2 separate regions of the Macaca mulatta genome follow, and region 1 is linked to region 2. Evidence: chromatin contacts called from public Hi-C data. All regions are on one chromosome and are shown on one strand. Each heading gives the region's core, a stretch centred on a gene start, on an enhancer-like site or on the middle of the called end of the contact. The rest is flanking DNA. Distances are from core to core; before and after follow the strand shown.

Region 1 (5,692 bases), core at 2,552-5,051, 190 kb after region 2:
AGGGGATGGAACATGCAAAATGTCCAAGGACTGACAAGGCAGGGCAGAGACAGGCAGCAGGAGCCTAATCCCCTTCCCATAGGCATCTTAAAGGCCACCAGGACTCAATGGCAGGAAACAGGGATCATCATGCTCTCTGTCCCTCTGTCCAAGCCACCAGGAGTGTTCCCACTAATCACTATGGGTCCCCCCAGTGAGGACAACATAAAGAAGATAAATGAATATGCAGTGTGAACAAGAAATAAACCTCTGTTGCTTTAAGCCTCTGAGACTTGGGGATTGCTGTTACCACAGCAAACCGTGATCTATCCAGACAGACTCAGGCAGTGACTCACCAATCTTCTGCATGTGGCAGTGTTGGTCTTCCCATTCCCTGGCCTGAGGGAGACAGAAGCTACATCGCCAACCAGCAGGGGTTCTGGGGTACCTGCTATGTGCCCAGGCTGTGCTGGACAGATGAGATGTGTTCAGAGGCAGGGACACAAGGGCACCTTCACTGAAAACACTCATTAGTTCCACTGTGGGCCAGGATTGTTCAGTATATGAATCTATTTTAATCACCTCTGAGAGGAACGTATTGTCTAAATTAGAAATGAGAAAACCTGGCCAGGCATGGTGGCTCACACCTGTAATCCCAGCACTTTGGGAGGCCGAGGCAGGCAGATTACTTGAGGTCAGGAGTTTGAGATCAGCCTGGCCAACATGGTGAAACCCCCTCTCTACTAAAAATACAAAAATTAGCTGGGTGTGGTGGCGCACACCTGTAGTCCAGCTACTTGGGAGGCTGAGGCAGGAGAATCACTTGAACCCAGAAGGTGGAGGTTGCAGTGAGCTGAGATCACACAACTGCACTCCAGCCTGGCCGATAGAGTGAGACTCCATATCAAAAAAAAAAAAAAAAGAAAGAAAGAAATGAGAAAAGCCAGCTCATATTGAGACCTCAAGCAAGTTACTCTGTGACCTCTCGGGACCACAGTTTCCTCATCTGTAAAATGGAGCTGTTGACATCACGGTTGTTTTGTTTTTTCTTTCTTTCTTTTTTTTTTTTTTTTTTTTTTTTTTGAGAGGGAGTTTTGCTCTTATTGCCCAGACTGGAGTGCAACGGCGCGATCTTGGCTCACTGCAACCTCCACCTCCCGGATTCAAGCAATTCTGCTGCCTCAGCCTCCCAAGTAACTGGGATTACAGGCATGTGCCACCACGCCCAGCTAATTTTGTATTTTTCGTAGAGACAGGGTTTCACTATGTTGATCAGGCTGGTCTCGAACTCCTGACCTCAGGTGATCCACCCACCAAGGCCTCCCAAAGTGCTGGGATTACAGGCACGAGCCATTGCGCCCGGCCATCACAGTTGTTTTCAAGGATTAAATGAGTTATTACAAGTCAAGCTTCTAGGGTGTAAGTCTCAATAAACTCACTATTAGTATCACTATGAAACCTTCCACATAACTGCTATAATCTTGTCCTTCACTAGATTGTAAACCAGCAAAGTTTTCCCAGGCCTGGTACAATGCCACTTTACAGGCACTGCCAAAACGAATTCTACCTCAGTTGAAGTTAAATGGGTCAAATTCCTGAGCACATGGTAGCCTAGAGTGTGGCCTCAGGAAATAGTTCCAGAACCCAGGGAACGTCACTTCACTGCCACCGCAACCTTCAGGGCAGGGCCATCTCCTCTCCCACTTCATCCTGCCACTTTCCACATGGGAAGGACCCTCACCAGTCCTCAGAGACTAGCACAGCTGCCCAGCTGGTGAAGGGGGACACTTCCCTGGGCACCCAACCATTCTGCAGCTCCATGCCCTTTCTTCCTGGGGCAGCCACAAACCTTCAGAAGCACCCATGGACTCAGACCCCCATCTCCCTGAATGATTCTGCTGTGCTGAGATCAAGCTCAGATCAATAAACACTACTGAGCACCGATGCCACGTCCAGCCTGGGTTCTAAGACCACACCAAGTTTACAGCTGGTGAGGGACTTTCCAGACTTGGAATAGTGCCTGCAACAATGCCTCGCACCCCACAGAAATCTCAACCATGCTTTGTTAAGTAAACTGAGGATGACATTAGGTGTTCCAAGCAGTGGAGTTCAGAGATGCGGGGATGGACATACCCAGAAAATCTCCAACTGAAGTTGGGGTGCAACACAATGAGAAGCAAGGGGAAAATACATCTGGTGGCCCTGGGTTTCCAGGGCCTGTCACTAACGTTAGGGATCGGGGTGGGATGGGATCGGACTGCATGTGGTGGCTCACACCTGTAATCCCTGTGCTTTGGGAGGCTGAGGTGGGAGGTTCTCTTGAGCCCAGCAATTTGAGGCTACGATCACACCGGCAGCTAAGGGGATAGAAAGGCATACAGGGCCATGATGGTGGAGTCTGGGCTTCATTCTGGGGGTGCCAGGGCCCAGGAAGATCCCTGGAAGGAAGGCCGCCCCCACCAACCACTTGGCTGGCTTAAATGTGGCAAGGACATAGGGCTGCTCCGATGGCCTGTCCCCAGGTTTCCCTTCACAAATTGAGAAGGGTAGCCGGAGCACTCAGCAGGCACTAACTGCTTCCAGACTTCAAGGTCAAGGGGCGAGGGGAAGGCTACTTTTGAGGATTTGGCAGGCCACTCTCTCACTAGCCCAAGAACAACCCCTTAAAGGAGGAGGATCCCCTGGAGAGCAGACCACTGCCAGGAGCACACCTGCAGAGGCTCCAATACTATGCTCTGCACTGCCGCTCAAGACCGCCTGACCTCGCGGATAGCCGCGCCAGGACACCCAAGGAGTGTGTGTGACACCGCCGCACTCACCACCGCTCCGCGCCCAGCACCAGGACAGTACCCGGGCCCACAACTTCCCCCGACTCCCCCTAGCACAGACCGCTTCTCGCCGGAGATCAACTTTAAGTCCCCAACACAAGTGCTCCAGCGGTCCGAGGGCCAAAGTCTCTCCACACACCCTCACACAGGCACTTCCTACCCACCCGCACCCCACCCCTGGGGGTGGAGGAGAAGCAGCAGCGGCCCGGGACCAGCACACTCCGCAGCCACAAACCTCACTCTACCAGAACTCCGGCTAGGTCAAGGGGTCAGGCTTTGCTCCCAAGCACAACCCCACACGACTAACGGGGAGAAGCTGGGTCACCGCCTACTCAAACTCCGGCCGCCCCAAACCCAAGCCGGGCAGAGTGGGACCCACGGCGGCGTGGCAGACTGACCACGACCACGGCGGGGCAGGAGGAAAGGGTGGCCCGCCCCGGCCTACGCCCACCCCCACCCCGGACCCGAGCTCCGGGGGACCGAAGGTGGGTGGCTGAGCCGAAAGGGGCACCCATCCCAGAGCTCGCTGCTGGGGACAAGAAGCAGAGCTCCGAGCAGCAGCGGCCGTCCAGACTTCCCGTCGCCCTCACCCCGCCCGGCCCGGGCGCGCACTCGCCGGGGCGCGCGGATGGGGCGAGGGCTACCGAACCAGGAGTGCCGGCCCCGGGACCGCCGCGGCTCTCGTCCGCCGGGCGCCGGAGTTCGGCTCAGCCGGGTCCCGGCCGAGGCCTCCAACCTCTAGCAAGCGATCCTGGCAGACAAAGCCAGCACCGCCCGTGGGGCCGCTCCCGGGCAGGCGGGGAAGGAGGCTGAGGGGCCAAGCAGGGACCTGGGGAGCAGCCCTCGCCCCCGGAGGACGCTCGGGGAAGTCGGCCTCAGACAAAGAAGGGGGCAGGCCCCGACGCCCCAGCCGAGTCTCCGCGCTCTACTCACCCGCGCGCGGCGGCGGCAGCGGCGGCGCGGCCCGGCTCGGCCGAGGAAGTTAGAGCAAGTTCGGCGGCGCGGGGTGGGAGGGCGCGACTCGGGCCGTCCGAGCGGCGGGGGCGGGGCGCAGAGGGGCGGGGCCGGAGGCGCGGCGCCTGCCGGCTGCCGAGGAAGGGGCGCCGCTTCCCTGCGCCGCCCGGTGCGGCCCCGCGCGCTCGGGCCCGCCTTTGCCCCGCCCCGCCCCCGCCGGCTCGCCCCTCCCCCACCACGCTCCGCCTCCCGGCCCGCGCGGCACCGGGGACCGCGAGGCCGGTTCGCCGGCCCGCCCCTTTGTCCCGCTCTGGGCGGTGCCGGAGGCTCGAGGCGGCCAGGTTCCGCGCCCTCCGTGTGGATGTGCGGCGCAGGCCGGGCCTGGCCCGGGGCCGGGCACTTGTGGCCGCCGGGAGCTCTCTGAGCCGTTGCGCTGCGCAGACGCCGCTCTGGCCTTGTCAGAGCCGAACCTGGGAGAAGCACGAGCTGTGGGAGGCGGCGTCTCGAGGGATACACGGAATGACCGTGGAGAGCGGGCGAAGGATTAGGAAAATGGCTGTGGTGGAGATAAGAGGCGTTCCTGCCCGGCTTTGGAGCCTGGGGGCGGGGGTAGTCTTCAAAAGATAGAAGGGGAAATGGTTTTTATTTCTTTTTTTTTTTTTTTTTTTTTTTTGAGACGGAGTCTCGCTGTGTCGCCCAGGCTGGAGTGCAGTGGCCGGATCTCAGCTCACTGCAAGCTCTGCCTCCCGGGTTTTTACGCCATTCTCCTGCCTCAGCCTCCCGAGTAGCCGGGACTACAGGCGCCCGCCACCTCGCCCGGCTAGTTTTTTGTATTTTTTAGTAGAGACGGGGTTTCACCGTGTTAGTCAGGATGGTCTCGAACTCCTGACCTCGTGATCCGCCCGTCTCGGCCTCCCAAAGTGCTGGGATTACAGGCTTGAGCCACCACGCCCGGCCGGTTTTTATTTCTTTGTAAACCGAGAAGTAAGGACACTCTCCTTCTGGCCTTGGTGCTAAAAATACCAAGCTTTCTTTGGATCGTGGCTGAGATTTGTTCCTCACCTTTACGCTAAAGAGATGGCTGGGACGATTCTTGTAGGGTAGAGGGATTTCCAGGGACAGCCAGGGGCGGCTCCCCAGCCTCAGCCTCCCTACCTGTAGAATGAAGCATGCCACACTTTATTTCTTAAACTTATTCTGTGGCTGAGGGCCGAGTGGTCTGCTCTGTTGGGTAACACCAAACAGGGATCTATTAAAACTGGGCTAAGACTGGTTGCCCCATGCCAGTACAAGCAACCAACTGGTTAATTCCAATAGAAGGAGGAAATCTTGAGATGGAGACTATTCAGTCTATTCCCAGGTTTGTTTGGGTTTGGTTTTTTTTTTTTTTTTTTTTTTTTTTGAGCAAAGGTATCGTTTTATCACCCAGGTTGGAGTGCAGTGGCATGGCGGTGGCTCACTGCAGCCTCGACCTCCCGCCTCAGCTTCCCAAGTAGCTGGGAGCACAGGTGCAGGCCACCACGTCTAGCTGATATTTTTATTTTAGCTAAATCAAAGAGATGAGATCTTGCTCTGTTGCCAGTGATGGTCTCAAATTCCTGGGCTCAAGCAATCCTTCCACCTCTGCCTCCCAGAGTGCTGGAATTACAATCATGAGCCACTGTGCCTGGCTAATTTTGTTTGTTTAATTAAGGGGGATGCAACCTGTCTGTGACACCCCAGGCAGCTCAGGAACCTCCCTGGGAACCTGTCCGTTCATTCAGCAGATAGTGAGTGCTTGATTGAGTGCCTGATATATGCCAGGCCCTGTGTGCATGGTGGGATACTTCAGTGAACAAGACAGCTGAGGCCTTTTGCCCGATAAAGTTAATTTTTAATGGAGAAGACAAATACATAATTACAAGTTGAAGTAAAAGGCTGGGACAAAAACA
Region 2 (5,411 bases), core at 1,835-4,334:
ATTTTAATGATAATCAATTAAGGCACATTAGAGTTCAGAAAGGAGGTTCCTTCCATCATTTCACTGTATGCATGCAGTGAGACAGGCAGACCTGGGAAAGCCATGGAGCTGAGTTGCAAAATTGATATTATTGAACACTTCTCTATGATGGGTTCTTATCCTGGATTCCCCAAAAGGTAGAGCCAGTGGCAAAAGCCTACAAGCTGCTACTTCATTCAGAAGTGCAATCCCAGAGCAACAGGAGAGAGCAGGGCAAGGCAGAGAAGAAGGAACAAACAGGAGCAGGGGGGTGTCATACTGATCCAGCCACCACTTGGTTTCATCGTGACTGGTTGCCCGATCTTGCAGGACCGTCTTCTAAAAGACCATTCAAACAGATGCCTCTCAGAATAGTTCCTCCAGGAGGAAGAACGGGGAAAAAGCGATCTACCAGCCTGTGACTCCCATTCATCCCAGATTCACCACATGGGGCATTCACTTCCCATCTCCTCTGTCTTATGCCTCTGCAGCAACGGGAGACAGGACATGTGGCAAGCTACCACTGGCTTATGCTCACATGACACTGATCAACATAGGGAGGAAGAGCAGAACTCATGCAAAACTGGTTACAGTGCTGGTGGCTTGTGGTAGAGAAGTGACCAAGAATCTAAGGAACAGGTGAGGCAAGAGAAGAAGAGGGGCATAGGAGATGTTTGATACAGCCATCAAGTAAAATAAATTGTTCCCTAACATCCCTAGGGTCCCTTCATTCGTTCCCTCTCACCAAACACAATGCTGCAAGCATTATAATGCTAATAAGTTCCAGGGTGAGGATCTGAACCCGAGTTTTCTTGACTGTAAAGACTGTAATCTTCTCTTCATAATATACTACCTCAGTGTATATGGCTATAACTGTGGAACACAAGTATGCACCAATAGACACCATCACTGAGAGTTACTGAGGAGTTATTGGGTGAGTCTTCTTGTTAATATAAGGAACATACTGAGATTAAGTTGACAAGCGAATTAAAAGGACAATGAGGACAGAGCTAATCATTGGAGTAACCTGCATAAAGAGGGCCATATCACAGACAGCAGAGCCACATTAGATTTCTCAAAACCATTCTTGCATTTATAACTCACCCCAGGTCTTGAAGACATCTGTAGGATTACATAAAACCATTGCAAAACCAGGGCCAAGATATGATTCAAAGATAGAGGAGAGTGACAAAAGAAGAGGCCAAATAAGGAAGTCAGGACAGTGTCAATCAGCTGCCCTGGAAACTGGGGCTCGCCTTAGATAATTCCAATGATAACATCAATAAGGGTAATAATGGAGATTATGAAAGATGCAGCATTTATGTTCTCCATAGAAATCCTTCATAATCTTCCATTATCACCATGATTTTATAGAGCAGGAAATAATTTACAAGAAACCACTGCTAATTTGTGTTGGAAAACTTTTAGAAGATGTGCATTCATTAACAAACATTTACTGAATGTCTACCATATGTTAAATTTAGGGTTCGGCACTGGAATTATTTTGGATTATTAAAACATGGTCCACACACTGTAAAAGCTCAGTTTCTGGAAGCCATAACAAACAGGCTTTGTCTTCTAAGGTCATATAGCTAAGCTCTTCATGAAAGAGTTGCATGAGCTATTAGCAATTTCTGTCCTGATCACTGGGATGAGACCAGTAGCCCTATGCCATAGATGTCATATCCCTTGAGACATATTAATCTACTTTTTCCTCTGGATAGTGGTGGATCTTCCAGAAGGCCATAGAATTCGAGTTGAGAAGTTCTTAAGCTCAGTTCAAAAACAGGATGCCCAAAGGAATCCAACTGATAAGGAAAAAAAATATTATTCAAACAATGGATGGTAGTCTGGTGGGCTGTCCCTCTGTCCACAGGGTTCCTGAAGTAACTCTCCTCCTGAAACAGTGATAATTTCCTCCTAAAAGAGAAAAAAAGGAAAATCCATTTATCATCAAGACAGGGAAATACACATCTATGAGAGAGAGAGTGTGGTTCAAGACAGAGAAACTAACAATATGCATCTGTCTCCCCTCATTCAGATTGCTAGAAATGACATTTAAAAAATCTGCCTTTAAAAAGAAATGAATTCATAAAAAGTACTGGAAAATAAAAAAATGCCATTGACAAAGTGAAACATATTGAAGAATCCTTGAAAAACAAAAGACATGCAGGAGGGGCTTGTCAGAGGAGTCAATGTGGGACACCAGTTACAGCAAGTTGAGGAAGGGTTGAGGGACTCCAGTAGGTGTTTGCCTCAAGCAGGTCGGGGAATGAGGAGACACACACAGTTCCTTGGAAGCCCCAAGAGATCCAAAAAGTTCAGACAGTCCCATGCCCAAAAGATGAGCCACTCACAGTCAGCTCCAACTCCTACAGCATGAAGACACTGGATTTGGGAAACAAAACTATATTCACTCATGATAGACAGAAAATTCAAAGTTGGACTATCACTTCATAGCCTAAAATTTATAGGCATTTAAGCAAAATTATAAGCATAAAAGAAAGATGCTGAACTCAACAATAGAAATGATTTCCAGGAAAATATCAAGTCTATAAAGCAAACAGAAAAGGCTTTAAGAGATGTACATTAATCTCTCCTCAGCGGAATAAGAAATAAGTCATCCATGAAACGAGAATGGGCATTATAAAAAAAAAAAAAAAAAAGAACCAATTAAAGAACCTGGAAACCAAAAGCATGACCATTTAAATTAAAAGGAAAAAATTTCAGAAGAACTGAATAGCAGAACGCTCATAACTAAAGAGCAATTCAGCAGCTGAAAGAAATGTCACATCAAAAAGAAAGAGACATCCTAATAGAAAAATGGACAAAGGATATGAAAGGACGACTCACAGAAGAAATCTAAGTGGTCATGAAACGTGTGAAAAGATCCTCAGCATCAGTGGTAATCAGACAAATGCAAACTAAACCACAGTAGATTCAGTGTCTGCCCATCTGATGAGAAAAATGAAATGATTGATAGGCCCCAGTGTTGGCAGCAGTGCAGGGAAACAGCCTCACATAGTTTTGGCAGGAGACTGAACTGGCGCCACATTTTTGGAGGGCAATCTGGCAGATCTTTCCTAATTAAAATGTGCATACTCTTCTCTCCAGCAATTCCAGTTCCAAGACCCATCCTAGAGAAATACTGCACATGTATCCATAGTGACACACACAGGGAAGTCTCTGCAGCACTGTTCAAGATCATGAAAAATCGGAAGCCAGATAAGAGTGGTCATCAAAAGGAGAATGGGTAATTAAACTGTAATATGCATCCATACCATGGAATACCACACAGCATTTACAAGGTTTGGTATACAGATTAACATAGGAAAAGCTCATAGAAATATTTGAATGACAGTCAGCATGTCCTGAAATTACAAGTGTTAGATATATTGTTTCAGCACTTCACACAGTGATGTTTCATTAAAACTTTACAGTGACCTGAAGAGTTGAGTGCTACTATTAAACTCACTTCACTAAGATGCAAAAGCTAAATAGTCGTCCAAAGTCAAACACGCAAGTTAGAATTTTTTTTTTTTTTTTTTTTGAGACGGAGTCTGGCTCTGTCGCCTAGGCTGGAGTGCAGTGGCGCGATCTCGGCTCACTGCAAGCTCCGCCTCCCAGGTTCACGCCATTCTCCTGCCTCAGCTTCCCGAGTAGCTGGGACTACAGGCGCCCACAACCGCGCCCGGCTAATTTTTTTGTATTTTTAGTAGAGACGGGGTTTCACCGTGGTCTCGATCTCCTGACCTTGTGATCCGCCCGCCTCGGCCTCCCAAAGTGCTGGGATTACAGGCGTGAGCCACCGCGCCCGGCCACACAAGTTAGAATTTAAAACTCAGCAGCCTCATTTTAGGGACCATGCTTTTTAAAACTGCATTCAATTATTTAGTAAGCATGTTAAAAAATCAAGTCACTCATTTATATGTAAGGAAATATGCAACTCAGGCTGGTGTGGTGGTGCATGCCTGTAGTCGCAGCTACTAGGGAAGCTGAGCGGGAGGATCACTTGAGCCCAGGATCTTGGGGTTACAGTGAGCTATGATCGCACCACTGCACTCCAGCCTAAGCAACAGAGTAAGACCTTGTCTCAAAAAAGGCTACACAACTTATGTGAAAAATAACAAAACTATATATTTCCTTATGTACATAAGTTTTTATGTTGCTGCTCAGGAGATATTTAGATAAGATACATGGCAAACTGATAAAGTGGAGGATGGAGACAGAGATTTGAAACGAATGAGGCTTTCACTTTGTATTGTGCTTGATTTTTCTTAGAATGTAATCATGAATTAATTGTATAATTAAAATTTTAATTTGTAGACGTTGGCCACCAGATCTCCACATTGGCATAAATGATATCTCTCCTTAGTGTTAGAAATGAAATTGTGAGTCTCAAAGGTTTTGATCTGGAAGAGAATAAAGATCTTCAGATATCTCTGGTTTAGCCTTTCTCTGGAACCTGAACTGAGTGAGGGGCATTTATCCTTTGCTTGAAACACTTCCAGGGACAAGGAACTCATCATTGCTAAAGCAGCTCCTATTATACAGGAAAAGCACACAATGTGGTTTAGTGGAAAAAGTACATTCTTTAGAGGCAAACAGTCTGAGGCTTAACTCTTGGTCCTAACCATGAAAACTTAGCCCTGGTTTCCTAATCTGTGGAATGGGGCTAAGATGCCTCCCTCAGGCATCTGCCACTGCTGAGGCTTGAGTAGGTAAACAAAGTGGATGGGAAAGCTGGAACTGGGCAGAGCCCCCTGCAACTCAGCAAGGCCTGCTGCCTCTGTAGAGTCCACCTCTGCGGGCAGGGCATAGCTGAACAAAAAGCAGCAGAAACTTCTGGAGACTTAAACGTCCCTGTCTGACAGCTCTGAAGAGAGCAGTGGTTCTCCCAGCATGGTGCTTGAGCTCTGAGAATGGACAGACTGCCTCCTCAAGTGGAAGCCTGACCCCGTGTAGCCTAACTGGAAGATACCTCCCAGTAGGGGCTGACTGACACCTCATACAGGCGGGTACGCCTCTGGGACAAAGCTTCCAGAGGAAGGATCATACAGCAATATTTACTGTTCTGCAATATTTGCTGTTCTGCAGCCTCCGCTGGTGATATTCAGGTAAACAGGGTCTGGAGTGGACCTCCAGCAAACTCCAACAGACCTGCAACTGAGGGACCCGACTGTCAGAAGAAAAACTAACAAACAGAAAGGAATAGCATCAACATCAACAAAAAGGACATCCACACCAAAACCCCATCTGTAGGTCACCAATATCAAAGACCAAAGGTAGATAAAACCACAAAGATGGGGAGAAACCAGAGCAGAAAAGCTGAAAATTCTAAAAACCAGAGCACTTCTTCTCCTCCAAAGGATTGCAGCCCCTTACCAGCAACA

The links. Hi-C and Micro-C count contacts between places; a contact is called where the count stands out from the background.
Region 1: a Hi-C map of fetal cortical plate shows a contact between it and region 2, with 2.1 times the contacts expected there. The contact joins the promoter of TSPAN14 here to the enhancer-like site in region 2. A contact is called at or near these places in 2 of 14 Hi-C or Micro-C datasets (fetal cortex germinal zone and fetal cortical plate).

What each region holds. Positions count from the first base shown.
Region 1 is chr9:69,544,210-69,549,901 of T2T-MMU8v2.0, forward strand. TSPAN14 (tetraspanin 14) reads right to left here and starts at 3,802. Exons shown (of 9, transcript XM_077946483.1): 1 at 2,799-3,802. It also overlaps a transcript of PLAC9 not described here.
Region 2 is chr9:69,356,202-69,361,612 of T2T-MMU8v2.0, forward strand. It overlaps SH2D4B (SH2 domain containing 4B), which reads right to left. Exons shown (of 6, transcript XM_077946453.1): 6 at 1-1,938. The coding sequence ends at 1,850. Among named protein-coding and RNA genes, the nearest start is that of SH2D4B, 76 kb to the right of the region's middle. Within about 2 kb of position 3,085, at least 7 of the 40 cell types and tissues checked have an H3K27ac peak or open chromatin away from gene starts, as enhancers often do. A contact at or near this core is called in fetal cortex germinal zone and fetal cortical plate, where this site is marked.